2 separate regions of the Rattus norvegicus genome follow, and region 2 is linked to region 1. Evidence: chromatin contacts called from public Hi-C data. All regions are on one chromosome and are shown on one strand. Each heading gives the region's core, a stretch centred on a gene start, on an enhancer-like site or on the middle of the called end of the contact. The rest is flanking DNA. Distances are from core to core; before and after follow the strand shown. Region 1 overlaps Plk2 (polo-like kinase 2). Region 2 has its middle 120 kb from the start of Plk2.

What was found. A called contact is a pair of places that touch in the nucleus more often than the background predicts.
Region 2: a Hi-C map of frontal cortex shows a contact between it and region 1, with 1.8 times the contacts expected there. The contact joins two enhancer-like sites. A contact is called at or near these places in 2 of 12 Hi-C or Micro-C datasets (frontal cortex and mammary epithelial cells).

What each region holds. Positions count from the first base shown.
Region 1 is chr2:43,704,496-43,708,645 of GRCr8, reverse strand. Plk2 (polo-like kinase 2) reads right to left here. Exons shown (of 14, transcript NM_031821.2): 6 at 3,629-3,724; 7 at 3,319-3,517; 8 at 3,082-3,229; 9 at 2,685-2,782; 10 at 2,311-2,440; 11 at 1,836-2,076; 12 at 1,593-1,722; 13 at 1,270-1,380; 14 at 341-1,136. The coding sequence ends at 945. Among named protein-coding and RNA genes, the nearest start is that of Plk2, 4.0 kb to the right of the region's middle. Within about 2 kb of position 1,830, at least 4 of the 93 cell types and tissues checked have an H3K27ac peak or open chromatin away from gene starts, as enhancers often do.
Region 2 is chr2:43,822,854-43,826,577 of GRCr8, reverse strand. No RefSeq gene overlaps it. Among named protein-coding and RNA genes, the nearest start is that of Plk2, 120 kb to the right of the region's middle. Within about 2 kb of position 2,232, at least 11 of the 93 cell types and tissues checked have an H3K27ac peak or open chromatin away from gene starts, as enhancers often do.

The DNA.
Region 1 (4,150 bases), core at 581-3,080:
AACCTGCTCCTTTAGGGAGGTCTGTTTGCACAAGACTATTCTGATTTTTGCCTCAAAGTTAAATGACTCTTGAAGAGCTGTTTTTGAAACAAAGTGGTTTGGAATTCAGCAAGGGTGCAATTATTTAGGTGGAGGGGTTGTAAAAAGTGACACAGTTTTATACTCTTCTCAAGTTAGAGCCACTCGAAAGGTCCATAATTATAACTATGGCATTCAAGACCGATTTCCTAGAAGTGTCACTAGGAAAAGTAAAGTTTCTAGTTCATGTGTTCGATATCATGCTGACGTGCCAAGCTTCGATGGTGCGGTGCTATGCAGGAGTAAGGACAGGAGACCACTGTTTCTATTTCATACTCTTTATTGCCAAGAGTTCAAAATGGTCAACATAAAAAAAAAGACATCTTGATAATAAATACTGCTCTTGGGGCTGTAATAAATAAAAAGTTTATTAACAAGGAATGCACTTTTCCAGCCACAAGTGTATTCAAAAATAACCAAAAAAAAAAAATATGTATGGCCATAGTTCACAGTTAAGCAGCCAAACAAAAGCTGCTCTGATTGTAGCCTTTCAACAGCGAGGGAGCTTCCTCCCTTCTCCCTCCCCTTCAGGAAGTTTATTCACAGTTCCAAGTCTTCCAACTGAAAACACTCTCCACAGAGAGAACTTCAGAGTCAATGCGTCTGTCTGCAAAATTGTCCGATAAACTTTGTAAAGACAGGTATCTCAAGGAAAACTGTACTTGGCTCCACACTTAAGATTGCCCAAAGTCAACTGTCCACCTTAGGCTGGTCTGGTTCCAGCAGTCCAGCAGGCCACAGACGACTCGTATTCGTACCAGCACCTGTCCGATTTCTCTAGCATGCTCCGTTATCCCTCCACTGGCTTCCCTGTTGATCTCACAGTGGAAAAGAGCCCCCACGAGGTCCGCTCTAAAAGAGGTTTTTCAGTTACATCTCTGCAAGAGCATGTTCAGGGCGTATTCCATTCGATGTTTCAATTCTAGCGAACAGCCAGACATCAACAGGGTCGTCAGTCTGAAAGTTGTAGATATCCTGTCTTCGTTGATGTATGTGAGAAGGTATTCTTCATTTTGGTTACAGATAATTATCTTTGTATGATCGTGGTAGAAATTCACCTTTAAAAACATAGACATAGACATTAGAGCTTGCTAAATAAGAAGTAATAAAGGTTCTGCCAAGAAAGTAAAGTGGCTAGGTAGAAAAAGATTTCGGGACCTAGACATGTAGGTCCACAGAAGGCTTGGTTACCTGAAATGTGCCGTCATTGAAGAGCATCATTAAGGCTTTATCAGACTTTAACCACTGAAGGAGGTAGAGCCGAGGTCTTCGAATGTCAGTAACACTAGGGAGATCGCCACCCTGGAAGAAGTCAGGAGAGGGTTAATGCCTCAAACTTAAGCCTCAGAACGGCCTCAAGCCTCAAGATTCCTGACCTTGCCTCAAAGAGTTTCTGACTCTGCACTGCAATCTAAGGTAAGGCATGAGAATCTAAATAAAATCAACTCCGAAGGGATGCAGATGCTACTAGTTCTAGACTGCTTCCCACCTCTCTACTGAGTCATGGTACTTACATCCATGAGGTTCTCCTCCATGTAGTGGGAAAAGTATTTCAGCACCGTCACTTGACTAATAAATTGTTCGGGGGCATCTGTTGCTGGGAAAACAGAGCATTGGCCAAGTTCCGCATAATAGTGAACTGTCCTAGAAATCGGGAGGGAGAGAAAAGAAAGATTAGAAGCAATTCATCACTGTTTCCAGATTTCCTTCGCACAACAGCAGAGAACTGGTAGGCTGGGCTAATCGGACACACTTACTTTTTGTCTGGAAGGAGGCTCATGTGAGCGCCGTTGTTGAAAAGGACTCCAACAGTGTGGTCTGAGAGCTGGTATCCAAAGCCGTATTTGTTGGAGTAGTCGACCCATTTGGTGACCCACTGAAAGGACGTGCTCAACTGCTCTTTGGGAATACAGTCAGCTTCAGGCATGTTTTCTAGACACCCTCGAAGGACTCTTGCCACTGTGTCTGCAACACTTCCCATGGTGCTATCCTCAAGGCCTACAAAGTCACAGAAACGGAAATGACAACATTGTTTATAACATTATACCCCAGGATCAGGAAATGCTGTTTCCCTCCACTAATTTGAATGGCAGAGAAATAGAAATCATGGTTACTCAATGTCTTTCCTCTAATTCTATAATTTTATTTCTATGTTAAATTAGATTACGGAATTGACTCGGGTTACTCAGCCCTAGTTTATGGTTTATTTAAAGTATGGTTCTGAGCACTTACATTCACTGCTGCTGCTGCAGCTGCCCAGCGTCCCTCTAACTATCATCCGGATTGCATCTCCAATCTGCTGTTTGTTTTCCACTGCGGATGTCCCAGATTTGGCAAAGGTAGTTGGAGGAGGCTGGAGCTCCTTGAAGGGAAGAGAAGAGCCATACAGTGAGTCAAGGGGCTAGGTCTATCTATATTTGAAATTTCAGGTTCACCTAAAATTATAATAATTACTGGGAAAGCTTATCAAAGAGCAATGGATATAAGCCAGAGAAGTCAGCTGCGGTATCCTGACTTAGAAGCATTGCCTCAGCCCTAATAAACACCAAAATGCTGGCTGTCCAAGACTGGAAATGACCGTTTCATTCTGAGCCTCCCCAACATACCTCATCTGTTCTGTGTTTGCTGGGTTGCTGGGTTATCGATGTTTTCTTCAAATCATGCCGAAGCTTGTAGATGTCTTCATCTTCCTTAGACACTTTATCTGTAAGTCAAGGGAAAGAATCGGGCATGTTAATTTATCTCAACAAGGGTGGAACAGAGTTAGGGCTATGTCACCAGTGGCCTCAGCTGCACCTATGCAGGCAGCACACGTCAGTGTTTACATAAACGAAAGCTATCAATTAATTCTGTTGTATAGTTACTTGGCTATTAGTGTCTCGGAGGTCAGCAGTACACAAATATGATGGAGAAATTACCCTAAAGGTAAAGTCTCCACTCAGTCACATCAGACTTAAGGGTGATCTAGGGTATGGAAAAGGAGGAGGGGGTCTGGAAACTTACTGTGTGTGTCATTATATCTTGCTTTGTCCTTTTTGCCACCAAAAAGAGCGGCAGCAGCTTTCTTAAAGAAATTCTTAGCTGGGCTTGACAAGTGGAAGTCTGGAACTGTGTGGCAACAGCTAGAAGAGAGTCTGTCTGGAGTGAAGCCCTGTGGAACCAGAAGAGACAGTCAGAAACCTCTCCAGCAACCAGGGCAATGGCACGCAATTTTAAAGAAAGGCCAAAGAGTGTGCTGACCTGCAGAAAGAAGTCATGCCGAATGATGTCATCCAAACTGGGGCGGTCCTCTGGGTTTTTGGACAGCATGCTGGCTATCAAGTGCTTGGCGGGGGCCAGTAATGAAGACGGCATTGTATATCTTGCTTCTCTTATGCACCTGTACGTTTCTTTCAGATTTGTTGTTTCGAATGGAGGTCTTCCTAGCAGCATTGTATACCTGGATACACAGAAACATGTCTTCAGAAATGGTCAAGAAGGAACTCTTTGAGCAATCACCACTGAGTCAGATTTGCTATTTTCTTTTAGGCATTCTGGTGCATTTACTTACATTACACAGCCTAAGGCCCAGATGTCTGATTCACAGCCATGTCCTTGTTTGTTGAGGACTTCAGGGGAGAGATAATTTGGGGTTCCACATATTGTTCTGAGAAGACAGAATATAGCACAATCTCGTTAGGAACTATGACTTTAATTAAACTTGTTCCACCGGGGATGACTCAGTGGGAAATGAAACTTGAAATTCTTTGCTCAATTTCTACTTAACTATTTCTTTTTAGTGCTTTTATTTGACCCCAAGCTTCTTTTGGTTCTGTGTACAATTTTCTCAGCCCATATGACAGAGTGTTTTTAACCAAATGAGACCAGATAGTGTGTGTGTGTGTGTGTGTATCAGACAAACTTAAGCATTTATTTTATTGATTGCCTTAATAATCAATTCAGAGGTGTAAGTTACCTAACACAGAGTGGACATTGGCTCCTTTTCAATAACACTGCTGTGGTGTGCAGACTGTGGTGTGAACTTACTTTCTGTGAACTAATAATAGGGGTGTATTTGGTCTCCACAAAACCC
Region 2 (3,724 bases), core at 983-3,482, 120 kb before region 1:
CTTTCTCTAACCAGGTATGGGTCAGGTCGGGAATGCTGTTTAACAACAGGTCTGCTTTCTTTGCATTCCAGTTTGCAAAGAGTATGGGATGAGCAAGTGAAGAAGCTGCTCTTCAGGCTTCAGATCAGCAGCTCAGCCGTGCTCAGCTCACCCTGCATCTGCCTGGGATTATTTTACCTCTGCAAAGGGACAAAGAGGAAAACCCTACTTCTCATAGGCTAGCTGTCCCCAGCCACCAGGCACACATAGCTCTTTGGTTCCAAATTGAAACATTCCAAAAGCTGAAGACACAGCTATGTTAACAAAAGTGAAGAGAGAAACACAACCTGGAAAACTGGGAAGTTCCTTGAGCTGAGATGAGGTGAAAGGCGCTGGAGCCGCCTGCAATGTCAGTTTAGCAAGATTTCTGACCCACGATTTCTGGATTCAAGGTGACCTTAATTGATAATTCCCTTGCACGCCTTATCTCTTTTAAACACGTGGCTGGATATCCTGCTAATGGTATCATTATGTTTAAGGACAAGTTTTTGGTTTTTGTTTTAAAAAGAAAACAATATATCTTCTTTTGAACTGACTTTTATAGCAGCCAGCAACTTCTACTTGCAACATTGTATGTTCTGAAGGGAGGTTGCTGTTGAAATAATTAGTCATCACAAATATGCCATGGGGATTTGACTATGTGCCTGTGATACTAAATTAAAACACAAAGCAAAACAACAGCAATCCAGTTTCCCTCCTAATCTTCAGTACTGTCTTTCTAACGAATTCGTTTTATCCATACAGGATTGTCCTGCAACAGGACAGATGAAGTACTATAATAATGCTATGGAGCATTAGTGTTCAATGCAAAGCACATCCTTGAACAAAGTAACCAATCACACATAACAGGAATGTAAGAGGGACAACGGAGCTCCCAAAGCCTAGTGGAGTATACAAACACATGGCCATTCAGAGTTCATATCAACTTACAAGTCTATGCTGTTGCTTGGCTTCTTTCTAACCATACAACTCCCTCCCACTTAGCTATTTTCTCCTAATTGGGATCTCATGGAGAAGTGATGAGCCAGGCCAAAGAGAAGCCCTTCTGATTTCTCACTTGTCTGATTCATTGATTCCCTCCTGAGGTTAGACTTTAAACATTGAGTTTCTCTTTAAACATTGTCAGTTCTGCTTGTCTTACTCAGAAGTTCTGTGGGTTTCGTTCAGACCTAGAAAATGCTAAGGCACCAATGACATATGTAGGTAAAAGACTTTATAATTTCAATACTCTGGAGGACATACTATGGCATATGATATATGCTTTACCATGTCATGTCTTCTTACATAGTCCATATTGAACACATATTGTATGTGTGTATTACAGTGTGTTAATTTGTTATATATAGCATTTATATAGAGTGTGTATACACTACACTACACACACACACACACACACACACACACACACACGCACGTACACACACACGCACTCACACAGACACACACAAAGCATGAAGAAACTTAGAGTGGAAAGTGGAAAGGGAATACTTTATATTCCAAAAAAACTACCTGGGTTCAGAGCCTATCGTGACATCTACCAAGAAGTTATTTCTCTCTGTTTTCGCATTTGGAAATTGTGATCCTCTATGCCAACAAGAAAGTTTACACTTAGAGATAAGCTATTATACATTCAAATGCATATGTATTTAATATAATTTAAAATAGCAATTAACTAACGTTCAGAAGCAAGACAGGTGCCCTCTCTCTTACTGGGCTATTTCCCTTACATAGAGGCCCTTGTCTCAGGGCCACACTGCAGCATTTCCTGCCTCAAATGAGGGCAAATATCGTGAGGGTGAAAATATGTTTGTAACTTTCTGAAACATTGTTGCATTGTTTCGGAAGCTACCAGGACTCTTCAGTCAGTGGAGAACTGCTTTACGCCCAAAGAACCTCAGCCTCTACCCTCTCCAGTACATCGAATAAGATCGTTCCTGAAATGTGTACAATTTAAAGGTTACTTTGTAGAAGCTTTTAAACAGTCTTGTCAGATTTGGGCAAAATTAACTTAAATTCATTTTATTTCCTTGACAATTAAGCCATTGAGTCATATGCCCCTGAGAAACAACTCTCAACCCCCTCCATCCATATTTTTAGCAACGCTTACATAACCGAGTTCATCCCCTAATCCACTCATTCCGCTCGTTTGAAGCTAACTAAACTTGAGCGCCTGTCCAGGACAGAGTTTGAATTGCAAATCACATTTCCATGGATTTCTCATGTCAGTCCACATGTCTGCTCCATCTGCACGGGCTCAAACAGGGGCTTGGCATCTGAAGCTCAGCGTGCCGGAGCTGGCAGTACAGGACATGTGAAGCTCACCACAACAGCAGCAAAGTGCAGGCAAATTATAATCAGGCAAAGCGTGTCATTCTCTTAAAACCATGATGATCTGCTTTAAAAATAGTTATCCTAAAGGTCATCTGTTACATACGATGGACAGAAGCACCGGAAGTACTTGACGCACGACTCAAGCAGTACCTTCTCATGCCCAACAACTGGTGCTGCTGAGTAGACCGATTTTGTGAGAAATGCAGCTTAAGAGTGATTCAGCGTTCTGTCCCTGGGACAAAAGACCCTACACAAGTAGCTCTAAGAAAAGAGGTTTATTTTGGCTTCTGAATTCAGAGGTTCCAATTGATGATTGCTGGGTTCTTGGATACAACAATATATGTTTACTGTAACCTTTGTTAGTGAAGATCTGTTCACTGTGTGGCAGTTGAGTAACAAGAAAACAAACAAAAAACAGGAAGGTGTTGGTTTCCAAGAGTCACAAGGGTCCAAGGGCTCCATACATTTTCTTTTACATTCATTCATTCATTCTACATCCTGGTCAAAGCCCCTTCCCTCCCCTCCTCCCACTCTTACCTTTACTCCAGCTATAAGTGGGTGTCTGGAGCCCATCTCCTTTCCATGTTGAAGCCGATTACCCACTTTCATTCTCCTCAGCAGGTCTAGATGCACCCTCTCCCACTGAAGCCCAACTAGGCAGTCCAAATATTGGAACTGGATCCAATGGCAGGCGGCAGTTAAGGAAAGACCCCGCTGCACATCTGCTTGCTACAGATGTGCAGGGAAACCTAGATCCAGCCCAAGCATGCTCTTTGGTTGGTGGTTCAGTTTCTGTGAGACCCTGCCCCCAGGGCCCAGGTGGGTTGACTGTGTAGGTCTTTTGGTATCGTTGCCCCCTCTTGGTCCCTCCAAACTTCCCCTGCCCTTCCATCAGACTCCCGAGTTCCTTCTGATGTTTGGCTGTGGATCTCTGCATCTGTTTCCTTCAGCTGCTCGTTGAAGGACTTTGTATCTCCATCTGTCAGAGGAGGGTGGTCTGGACTTTAGCACCTCAGCCTCTGAGGAAACTTTTCAAATCTCAACTTCATTGAACCCCAAGATTAAGGACAGCAATAACTCCTTAAGTTTTCACACTGTAGCTCATTTGTCCTACAGGATACAAGTTGTCTCAGCTTTGCATTTTTTCCTTAGTCTATTTCAATATAAAAGGAAATAAAGGTAACAGCAAAATCACCCCTTTTCTGATAAAAGTAATACTAACATAATGGGGTGAGGGTTGGTTATGCAATTAGCCTGAGAAAAGCACCCTACCTGAAAAACTAAAGTGAGTTCCACAATAAAGAAACATTTACAGCTCAGTGGTAGAGTTCATATATTTAATTTGAAAGAAAAA